Linked DNA regions of Cricetulus griseus: region 2 is linked to region 1. A link is a contact called in public Micro-C data. All regions are on one chromosome and are shown on one strand. Each heading gives the region's core, a stretch centred on a gene start, on an enhancer-like site or on the middle of the called end of the contact. The rest is flanking DNA. Distances are from core to core; before and after follow the strand shown. Region 1 has its middle 90 kb from the start of Aig1. Region 2 overlaps Aig1 (androgen-induced gene 1 protein).

Region 1 (5,723 bases), core at 921-3,420:
TACCTTCCTTTTAAAGTACTTATATCAACTACCCATGTACCTGAATATCGTAATAGTCACGATACACTACCTAGTTTAGTCTTTTAAAAAGTGGTTAAGTTTCCAACTAACATTCACTCCACCGAAGGAAACTGCTGCCTGCTACTCTGTTTGCTCAGGTTCTAAGTGCTTGGGCAGCTGCTGTGTTGTGTTTGCTGAAGGGAAATTGGATTCTTAAAGAAACCGAGTAATCTTCTCTATTAAGCAATAAAGTACAACGGGCTTTGGGCACATTTAGCAGGTGGGCTTGAAAGTGAAAAAAAAAATTGAAGATAACATTTGTATTTTAAGTGGACAATTTAAAATGTAACGACATGCATTTAAAAGAAAATGATGGCGGGTAGATTTTTTTCTATTAAGATTTCCCAGTTAAGACAAAAGGGGCAGAATATCAAGGAACTTATATAATGAAAGAAGTCGCTTAAATGGAAGCAGGCCCTGATTTTAATTGAGATCCATCTTTAAAAAATAAAAACATAGTGAAACTTATTCCATATTTCCAGATCTTCTTCTTCTAAAACTGATTAAAATTTTTATTTCATTTATCATTTTATTTTGTAGAGTCGCTCTTCACAGCAATGCTGTCACAGTATGGGGACTCTCATAATACTCTGTTTATAGGTCAAAATGAAAACCAAAACCAAAACGAAACCAAAGGCGTTATTCTCCAACTCATTAAAGAGGCGGGCCTTCCCTTTTAATATATTCATTTTTAATGAGACTGTTGGCGATTTTTTCCTCTGTGTTTTGACGTTTGTTAACTGTGAAATCTGAGACTGGAGACGCAAAATATCCCACAGTTATTGGTGATATACTCGTCTTAATAGCAGAACCACAGTTCTCGTCTCCGGCCCGAATTCCAGAGGCTAATTTCCACCCCTCCCACGGAGTCACCTGCTCTGGGGGAACCCCAGCCAGAAAGCCGGGTCGTGCCAGGTCAAATCTTGTGCGTCTCTTGTTTACTCCGCCCCGGGCTGGGCGGTGGCACGGACAAGTGGGTGGGGAGAGGGTGCTACGGCCCGGGGCTCCGCGGGACTCTTGGTTCAGAGGGCTTGGGAGAAGCAGCTTGGGTGCCCCGGGTGGGTGGCGCGCGGTCGGGCTCTGCGACTTGCCCACCCGGAGGAGGCGCTCCCGGCGCGGGCGCCGCCCAGAAGCCTGTGTCTGCGCTCTGGCGCAGCGACCTCCTGGGGACCTCCCCCGAGGGTGCACACGAGTCCACACACGCTGGGTAACGGCCCGAGGGAGCCCCGGTGTCCCCCGGGTGTTGCCGGGTTGGGGAGGAAGCCAGAGTCCCGGCCCCTACTCGCTTGGGATTCCCTCCCCACCCCCCGACGCCCCGCCCATCTCTCCCAGGGCTGGGTGTGATTTCAGTCCGGACCAAGGAAACAGAAGCGCACAGCTGGAGGTGGCAGCTCGCCCCCTTTCCCCGCAAGGCGCCCCCAGGAAACCGGCAGCTGCTCTGCGCGCCGCTGCCCCAGCCTATTTAAATACCCCGACGAGGGCGGGCGGCTTCCTGAGCAGGGTGCACCCGGGGCGCCCTGGGGAGTGACCCCGGGCAAAGCAATTGGGGCATTTCGAGCGCATGAAAACTTCGTGCTTCCGCCGGGGCACGGAAAATGCTAGTAAAACACTTTGAGAGTTCCAGGGGCTGCAGTATAATTTTTTTTCCCCCTCGATTGATAACAAACTCGTGAGTAGAGGCGGGGGTGAAGAGGCGAGGTGCCCTGGCAAAATGTGAGGAGCACACTGATCACCTAATTCCTTTCCCTAGGAAGGCAGGGAACCGGTACGTGGGAAGGGGGGGTGGGGTGGGAAGGGGATGGGCACGGAGGAGGTTTCCACACCCTAGTAGGAAATTCTCAGACTGCTCCAGACGCCCCAGTGTTTCTGCGTGGCAAGCTGATACCGATCCTCCGGGGAGATCCCGGTTCCAAGCGAGGGGAGCGAGGCCGCGACCTTCCCTCCCCGCGAGCCCGCAACGGGGCCAGTCCGGGTCGCCCGGCGCACCGCACATCCCTCGCCCCGCTGGCCAGCTCCAGACTGGTTTTTCTGGTTCAGCCTCCCTCCCAGGGACGCGCTGGGGGATCCGATGACGTCGCTGGCTGAGTCTCTCCCTCTTCCTCCCTCCCTCCGCTCGCCTCTCCCCCGCCCGCCCTCGCCGCGCACTCCTCCTAGTAACTTCTGTTCGGGGAGGCGCTGCCAGGAATAACCCGGTGCGTCCACAGCCCGGAGGGGAGGCGGCCGCTGCGGCTCCCGCACGCCGACAAACTGCGGCCCGGGCCCCGCGGCTCAAGCCCCAGCCTGGCGGCCCCGGCCCCCGGCCCCGGCTCCATCTCCTTACAGTGTCCGAAAATAAATAAATATATAAATAAAGGCAAGAGGAGCCTGGGCTGGCGGTGGGGATCGCCTCCCTCCCTCCTCCCTCCCTCCGCGCCCGCCCTCCCTCTGTCCTTAAGGAAATGCTACCAGACACCCCCCACCAGACACGCTCAGCCTGGATGAGGAGCGGCCGCGGCAGCAAGAACAAGGGCATCAGGGGGCTTTCCTCCCCCCCTCCTCTCCTTCCTCTTCTTCCTTCTCCTGCGCTGCGGTGACTTTACAGGTGAGCGGCCGCCGCGGCTGCGAGGATCCCCCCCACCGCCCGCCGCGTCGCGCCCTCCTTCGGCCGCTGTCACCCGGACTGCCGGGAGCTGACAGCCGCCCGAGGGGTTCGCGGCCGGGAGACTGGCGGCCGGCGGGAGGCGGGCTGGAGGTGAGGGGGTGGAGAGCTGGAGAGCGGGGCGCCGCCGTGCGCTGTCTCTCCCTGGTGGAGGAGGGTCTCCGCAAAAAGAAAAAGAAAAAGAAAAAGAAAGAAAGAAAAAAAGAGACATCTCCGGTGACTGTGGCATAAGTCTTTGCCAAGTTGAGTCTTGGACATTGAAGCTTGCCGGGAGCCCGAGCAACTTGAAAGGTCCCCTGGCTGGGTAGCAGCCTCCCTCCACGCCTCGACTCTTGGGTACTGGGTGCAGCCCGGGGGTGCGTGGAGGGCGCACCGGCCGCTGGCAGAGCAGAGCGGCGGGAATCTAGGTCCCTCCTCGGCTCGGTAAGTGGCCTCGGCGCTGTGTTTTTCCTGCCTGCTCCAGAGATAGAGCTTGTTTCACTTTACCCTCAAATCGCCGTCGCCCAACTCCATCGCCCCCTCGGCGGCGCGCGACCCCGGTCGGTTTCCCGGTGGCCCAGGGGTGAGGGTCGGAGGGGGCGGGGATGGGGGGGAGACCTCGGCGAGGGGGGTCGGGCGCGTTGGGAAATGCGGGGAATACCCTGGCCGAGGATCTATGCAGATGAGGGGAGGCTGCTTTGCGTAATGTCCTGGGGGGGAGGGGGCCGCGCGGGAGCGCTGGAGGCAGGAATGTGCCTGGTTACTAATGAGGGACGTGCACCGGCGCGCACCGCCCGGCCACCGCTGCGGCTGTCGCGGCCGGCGGCCCGTTGTCAGGTAGCGGGGGAGGGGGCGCGCGCGCGGCGCGGGGCCGGGGCGGCGCGGGCAGGCGGGCGAGCGAGCGAGCGGGCGGGCGGGCGGACGGCAAGGGCCGGGCCGCCGGCCTGCGGCCGAGCGAGCGCAGCCGAGGCTTTGGCTGTGGGCATTTCGGTGACTCCTTTCTCCTCCCGAGCGAGGAAGGAAGGAAGGAGAGAAGGAAGGAAGGAAGGAAGCGAAGAAGGAGGGGACTGTCTCCATGGAAGGTTCAGGCGGAGGCGCCCTCGCCTTGCGGGTGCACCGGCCGCAGAGCGGCTCCAGCCGCCGCCGGCTGGCCCCGGGCGCGTGGAGACGGGTGGGGGCGGATTGCATGCTTATTTGTGCTTCTGCTTGGGGGATCGGGAAGAAACATGTGTGTTTGGGCTGTGCACTGTGAGGAGCTGGGTCTGCGCCTTTATGTCTGTTCCCTGAAGTGGGTGGAACGTTGGCCCGTTCCGGGAATGTTCCATGACGTGGTGCAGCCACAGGAAGGGGGTTAACGAGGGGCTCTCTGCCGCGGCGGCTCTGCTGGCTGCTATCAAAGCAGATGTGCTGCTGCTGTCGCACCTCTCACCTCCCTTCACCCCCAACCCCCCCCCCTTTCCATTCTGTGCATCTGGTACTGGTAGGACTAAGACAGGAAAACAGCTCTGTGTGTGTGTGTGTGTGTGTGTGTGTGTGTGTGTGTGTGTGTGTGTGTGTGTGTGTGTGGTGTCTGTCGTATTTGGTGTGTGTGTGTGTGGCGACTCCAGATCTGCCCTGCCATCCCAGCTGTTATCACAGATCAGTGCGCTTTATACGCATGTGCCTCCCGCGTCCTGTCCCTCTTACATAACATACCCAGTGCAGCAGAGAACAGGAGCAAATGCGACCCCGACCCTCCAGGCTCACCCTGTGTGGGAGCTAGAAGGTCGGAAAGGGTCTCTGTCTGCGTGTTGCTTTGGGGATGCGGCTCCCAGTGGGGAGAGACCCAGGGAAAGGAGTGTTTCTTTTAGCGGTTCATCACTTGCCTGCTTGGAAGCATGTAAGTGCAAAGGACTGCAGGAACTAGTCCTCCGAATGCGAAAGCTTTTGACTTGCTTCGCCAAGGGAAAGTGGGCGCTCTCACCTCAGAGATGGAGCGAAGAGCAAGGGTCTGTAATAAGGACGCATGGAGGGGCCCCGCAGTAACGTGCTTAGGCTGGCGGGTAGAGTGGGCTAGCACGGAGGCGACCAGAGGAATCTCTTGATAATAGGTTACACTAGAAACCCCAGGACACCTGTAATGGCTTAGAATTCACACAGGAAGCTGTGTGTGCAACTGACATTGCAAAACCCTTATGCTCTGCACAGTTATTTAGGCCCAAAATGAACACAGAGAGGCTTGCTTCCGGTACTTTCATTATAACAGAAAAATTGAACTGATTTTTTTCCTCCTTCCCTTTCTGCCATTTTAAAAATAACTCAATTTATTTTAAAACTATATTGGTACTTTCTTCCACTCACAGGAGGACTTTTTTGTTTTTTTGTTAAGCCAACTCAGAGCCCTCATCGAGGGCTATTGATTTTTTTTCTCTTCAGCACAGTTTCTTTTGCCTGAATAATCAAACCCAGGAATTACTTGAAATATTAAAAAGATTCATACTAATTAAATTTGTAGTGACCTGTCCCCCTAAAAAAGCCCATGGAACTTTATTAGACACATTTCCTGTACTGATACAATGATACTATTTGTCCTTGAGCAAACCAAGTTATTTTAAATATGTGCATATATTATTATGGATAAATATGTGTAAGGGTTTGCAAATGTCTGATTGCTTATATGTCTTATAGGCATGCCAAGATAAAATTTTACACATTACCCAAGAGGATTGTATAATGAGCATGTAGGGTTTGAGTTTTAGGATATAGGTCCAGAAGTTTAATCAAGACAGAAATGCTTTGCTTGTGAGTAAGGTGGAAATAATATTTTATTGCTAAGAGAAAATTTTGGTGGAGCCCTAAGGAGTCATGGTACTGGATTATAACTGCATTTTTATTCTGAGAGGAGAGGGAGTTGCCAATATCCATACAATGACAGTGTGCTTCAAGTGTCATAATCTGTAGGACCACTAGGCTTGAAATAGGCACTATATTTCTCATGTACAGAAAAATACAGTATCACAACGCTGAATCTTTTGAAAATTGTCTGAGATTGTTGATTGCGTTGAGA
Region 2 (5,828 bases), core at 573-3,072, 170 kb before region 1:
GCAATGAAGCTATGCAGGTAACCATAACAACTTGTCTAAACTCAAAAACAATCTATGTTCCTGAAGTTTTCATTTCATTCTTTCCTCTCTTTCTTTCTCTTTCTTTCTTTCTTTCTCTGTCTTTCTTTCTCTGTCTTTCGTTCTTTCTTTCTTTCTTTCTTTCTTTCTTTCTTTCTTTCTTTCTTTCTTTCTCTTGCCTTTTAATTGCCAATAGGATCAGAGAAATTGGTGAAAAGAAGCAGTGCTTAGCCCACTGTGACACGCCTGCCAGGAACTTCCAATTGCCTCATGGTTCCTACATGCCTATATATACCTTGAAGAATAACAAAAACCTGGACCCTTGCCCAGCATCTGTACAGAACTTGTGGCCAGAGAACAAATTCACCAAATTGAGTCCTGTTTCATTTATTTCCCACCTTTTGAATCTCCATAAAAACAAGTGGTTGATCTCCAGCAGCACATCGTTAGAAATTCTCAAGGTTCCTCAAGATCTAAATCACAGACTGGAAACTTCAAAGGACAAGGATTATTCAAAGCTTCCGTTCACAGTTTCTGACTTATGTGAATCCCAAATTGGTCAGTTCTGGAAACACACACACACACACACACACACACACACACACACACACGAGTGTGCGCACATACTGAGGAGATCTTTTTTTTTTTTTTTTTCATTGATTTCTGTCTGCTGTCTGCACCGACTCTGTTTTCCTGGCTCCTTTCTTTGTAGTCACTGGACTCTGCTTAGCAGGCATGCAAGCAGCTGTGCCTTTGTATCCCAGGTGGCTCGCTTTTTCTGGAAATGCTCCTCTTCTTAGTTTTCTTGGGACCTTCTCCCAGAGATAGTCCTTCGTCCCTGCAAAGACCCCGTCCTAGTCTCCCTTCACTAGCTCCTCTGCCACCCTCCCCTAGTGTGGGCACTAGCCAAGGCTCCATGCTTAACCTTCTCTCCCTTCTCCAACCCTGGCTGCTCTCTTCAGTTCTTCCCCTTCAATCCTGGAGGACGAAGTCTTGGAAAGATTGTCTGAACCATCTTCCACTTGCTCAAAACTTTCTCACAACCCTGTCAGCTGGTAGGATAAAACTGCATCCCTTTGGCCAGGACAAGAGAGTATAGTTGGCTGCCCTGGGTGAGCCTAGGGCTTCCCCCCTTTGCAGGTCAGTTTGAGGAGGACCATGTTTCTGTGCTGTTTCCAACACCACACATGCAGTTTGTAGGATGGGGTCACCTTCCCTTTCACGTCCTATCTGTCTACCACACACACATATCCAAATATCTTGCTCATGCAAGACTTTCACTAGCCTCTTGTTTCTTGAAAGATAAACCCCAAACCTCTTTTTGGTGACAGGACTCTCGTAGATCAGAGCCTCTCCTTAATTTTCTAACCACCTTTCCCTCCACGTTTAGTTACACTGGATTAAAGTTCCCTAATCTCAGCATAAATGGAAATTGCTCTTATCATTCAACATTCCCAGTTTCAGTGGTTCAGACTTATCACCACAGGCTTCAGTCCTCCCTCCTCAGAATGTTCATTTTTCATTCTCCCTAAAAGGAACCACATCAGCACCCAGAACGGTCCCAGGCAGAGGGGGGCTATCTGATCCCCATAAATATGCTGGTCCTTACTATGACTCCTCTGCCTTCTCTGAGTGACACCCACTTCCTAATGACCCTGGAACAGTACTTTTTACAGGAAAGCTTCTCCCCTGTCAGCATGACTAGGTGGAACAAACTTGTTCCTATGGCACTCTGTGACATGTTGGGTGTGTCATGAAAACATCTGGGAGCGGCTCATAGAAATCATACGGGGATACCCCCACGTAGAGGCAGAGTAGCTGATTCACAGCAGGTCCTCTTCACTCACCAGCTGCATCTGAGATGTGTTGTCATGAGCCCTTGCAAATCGGTGTGAATCCTAATGTTCTTGCAATGGCTTTTTTCGAGGAGATAGATGAATCACAATCCTAATCATGTGATTGCACTCCTTTCCGCTCACTGAGCATAAATCTCACAGGGAGAATGGGGCTTCCTGCTTTGTCTGATAGCATGAATGGCAAGTACTATCTACCTGCTAGACTCTAGCAGAAGGTATCTCTCCCATCAAGATTTACAGTAGGAGGAAATGAATCACAGGTTTTGAGGACTCACTGGAGTGGCCACTTTCGGTGGCCATGCACAGCTGCTCCCTTGATTGACACTCTCAAATAACCACACGAGGTATCTGAAGAGCCTCCGGCTCCCCAGATCACATCTGTTTCCACTCCTCTGCCAGTGTTCAAGTTGCAAGATTCTAGGGATTGCAATGACTGATGTTATTGATTTGATGCTTCACGTCTACCAGGTTTCACATCTACTGTTCAGCATTGCTAATGCCCAAAATGATTCACCTTTAGACAGAATGGAAAGGATGGATAAAGCTAGCCTTAAAAATTATCACTTATTATATAACAAAAGTTTTGTGGGGAAACTATTTTGAGTTATAAGTACTAGTGTATGCATGCACTCAAACAGACACACACACACAATTCTGAGACTTAACTCATTTGTACTTCAAGGCTGCCTAGTACATATCACTAAAATAAAAGCTTCACCTCTATATTGCCATTAAGTTTAAAAAAAAAAAAACAGGATCTAAAGCAAAATGTTTTCTTTCCTTCCCCTTCCTTGCTTGCTTCCTTCCCTCCTTTTCTCTCTTCCCTGTTTCCTTATTCTCACCTTTCTTTCACTCCTCTTCCTACCCAGGCTTTCCCAAGCATACTTTCCTTGAAAATCTCCTCTAGTCTAAGCTGAATTGGCAGGAGAACCTCCAAAACAGCGTTATGACCATGACTCACTTCATTGTAATTCTGCTTATAGGATTTATGGAAAAGAGTGGGATCCAAGAAAATAAAATAAAACTTTAAAAATCCCTCTGACAAGTAAAAGAAAAACCCTTTCTAAGGGAAATAGAGTTATATAAAAGATTTATATTTTGTTTCATGTAACAGAGGAAACCCATATCCCCTGTTAACTGCAGTCTCTAATTAGTTACAGACCATTGAACTCCATAAATATTTTTAAGGATTAATAGCAAGTGACACATATAGTATACATTTAATCTTTAATAAGTGGTAATATTAATTCATTTTTCCTAAAATCTAGACAGAGTGCCAGTATATTAGTCCCCTAGAAACCAAGGCAAAGAAGCCATGTTGTCAACCAGCCCATTAGAGTTGAGTGTGGCTGGGTGTTTCTACTTACACATTTGTCTCTTTGCCACCACACTTACATCCAGTTTAACTCCAGAGGTCACCAAGATGGCTTACCTCTTTGTTTTTATTCCACAAGTATCTTTCCTTGAACTTCAAGGATGCTACAGAGACAAATCCAAAGGTACTGAAACCTGCTTCAAAACCATGTTTAAAAAGCACAGGGGGTATGCAAGTCTTTTCAGAATCTGTGAGCTCTTATGTAGATGATGCCTGGGCCAACAGGAATCCAAACTAATGACTCAGAAAAAGAAAGGATGTTGTGTAGATCGCTACTGATGGACCTGGCTTCTAAAGGAAATGAGATTGCAGTAGGGATCATATATTTTTTAACCATCTGTATTGGCATAAATGCAAATGAAGAAAACATCTGACAGATACAGTAGCACCCTACATGTGGTTTATTCTCCAACACCCCAGTAGATGCCTGAAACCTCAGCAAGTTCCCAATGACAAGATATAAAAGCAGAGAGGACAAAGAGTCACCACCATGTTAGAACAGCTTTGGGAAGGAGGCTCCTGTTCAGTTTGGACCTGAGCAAAGATGTGAAAAGAAGCCTTTCAATAAGTCCCTACGAGGATGCAGGAGATGGCGCCATGGTGAGCTTCCAGGCAAGCATGAGGCCCTATCTCAAAAACCAAGGTGAACAGCTTGAGTAATGACAAGCATTTCCTCTACAAACACATACTCACATAGTACCTCTTACAACACACACACACACACACACACACACACAAATATGCACAACAAAAACTGCTTTACAATTTACTTGTGTGTGTATATAAACCATTTCACGAGTCTAAAAAGCCTATAATAGTGAAATTCTGAATATGGCTTTCAATGTCAAGTACTATTTGACTCCTTTGAATAACAATAAGAACCCTTCTTCCCTAATACCTAAAATATTTACTAAAGAGATAATGAAAATATCAACAGAACAAGAAAGGAAGTGGGATTTCGGAGGTCATCGGGCACCTGAGCACAGAAACTGTACCATTAAATTTCACTGCTTGGACCTTTTCTTTTTATTGTGCCTCTTGGCTTTTCTGATCTATGGTGTGTGACATCAAATACCAGAAGTTCTGGTGTTCTCCGCCTCCCTTTCCTTATGCTCTCCTGAAGAATTATAAACATTGTGTTCTCTCAAACATGTTAGGCACAACCTTGGTGGCGATGAGGTCATGAGGGCAGTACACTGGTGAAGGGGATTAATAGCCTTATAAAAGGGCTGAGGGAAACTTTTGCACCTTTAGCCATTTGAAGGCACAGTGAAAAAAAAATGGTCTGGAACCCAGAAAAGTGCCCTTATCAGGTCCTAACCATGATGGCATCCTGACCTGAACTTCCAGCATCCAAACTGTGGGAAACAGCCTAGCATATTATCCTCAGCAGAACTTTATGAAAAAACACCCAGTTTGACCTCAAGATAATGGCTGTGGTTTTTGTGAATGTGTTGTTTGCTTGCTTGCCTGCCTGCCTGCTGGCTTGCTTTTGTTTCTCTGAGACATGGTTTCATGTAACCTATGCTGGCACTGAACTCTATTAAGCAAAGGATGACCTCAAGCTCCTTGTGATCTGGTCACCTCCTTCCAAGTGTTGGGTTCAGGTATGTGCCCCCACACTCAGCAGCATCACCGGTTTAAATATGTTTTGGTATAAAGTGAGCAGTTGTGTGATTGACAATCACAATGCATAATTTTGATCTTTTGCTCATCTGCATGACTTACTTGGAGAACTCTAAAATGACGATTATGGAAGACTTGAGCTTATAAGCAAAAATGCCATCATTTTAGAGATTCCAACTTACAGATTTGAACTTACAGAAATACCAAATTAGTTACTGAAAAAGAAAATCCCAGATGAAGTAACAAGAAAGCTGCTGCTTGTAGTATGGCTCCTTTGTTATACAGAGGCACACTGAGCAGGATAGTCATTGTTTGGAAAGCTGTCCTAATTGTACAAGTACAAGTGACTTTAGTCTTCTCAGAGTTCTAGGAGAGTTGAATGGTCTTTATTACCTTTTGTAAAAGAAGTGCATAATGTTATTTTGCATAAAACTGAGAGCTGTCCAATGAGAATATCCAACCCTCCCCAGTGTTCCTTGCCCTGGCACCATGCCTAACCAGATCTTAGACAACCTTGATCCTACCACAGGCCAAGCAAGATCCCAGGAAAGTGAAGTGGAGACAGAAGAGGCACTTGCAAAGTCATATGAATCAGGACTTCTAAACAAGGTTAAAGCATGACTTCATTTTATCCAGATTCTTGGAGCCAGCCTACTTGCCAGGATGAGAAGTGCAATGGGGTAACATCATGAGCCACACAGATAGTACTTGGTAATGTGGAAAACGACAGAATAGAAACTATGGTCACCAGCAACTAATGTGTTTAAATAGCAACACAGTTTACTGTGTAGCTAAGCACAGTAAGAGGAGAAGAAATGCTGCCTTCCTGGATCCTAGATCCCATGGATCAAAATCCCACCCACGGGCAGCTTACAACTAAAAGGAGAGTTACCTAATCCTACTTGCCCACTAATTGCATCTTTATCTTCATCTCTCTCTCTTTTTTTTTTGAG

The links. Hi-C and Micro-C count contacts between places; a contact is called where the count stands out from the background.
Region 2: a Micro-C map of the CHO-K1 cell line shows a contact between it and region 1, with 2.3 times the contacts expected there. The contact joins two enhancer-like sites. A contact is called at or near these places in 2 of 8 Hi-C or Micro-C datasets (both in the CHO-K1 cell line).

Annotation. Positions count from the first base shown.
Region 1 is chr2:274,961,473-274,967,195 of CriGri-PICRH-1.0, reverse strand. No RefSeq gene overlaps it. Among named protein-coding and RNA genes, the nearest start is that of Aig1, 90 kb to the left of the region's middle. Within about 2 kb of position 2,170, at least 6 of the 6 cell types and tissues checked have open chromatin away from gene starts, as enhancers often do. A contact at or near this core is called in the CHO-K1 cell line, where this site is marked.
Region 2 is chr2:275,128,020-275,133,847 of CriGri-PICRH-1.0, reverse strand. All of the region lies in intron 3 of Aig1 (androgen-induced gene 1 protein), which reads right to left. Among named protein-coding and RNA genes, the nearest start is that of Aig1, 77 kb to the right of the region's middle. Within about 2 kb of position 1,822, at least 2 of the 6 cell types and tissues checked have open chromatin away from gene starts, as enhancers often do. A contact at or near this core is called in the CHO-K1 cell line, where this site is marked.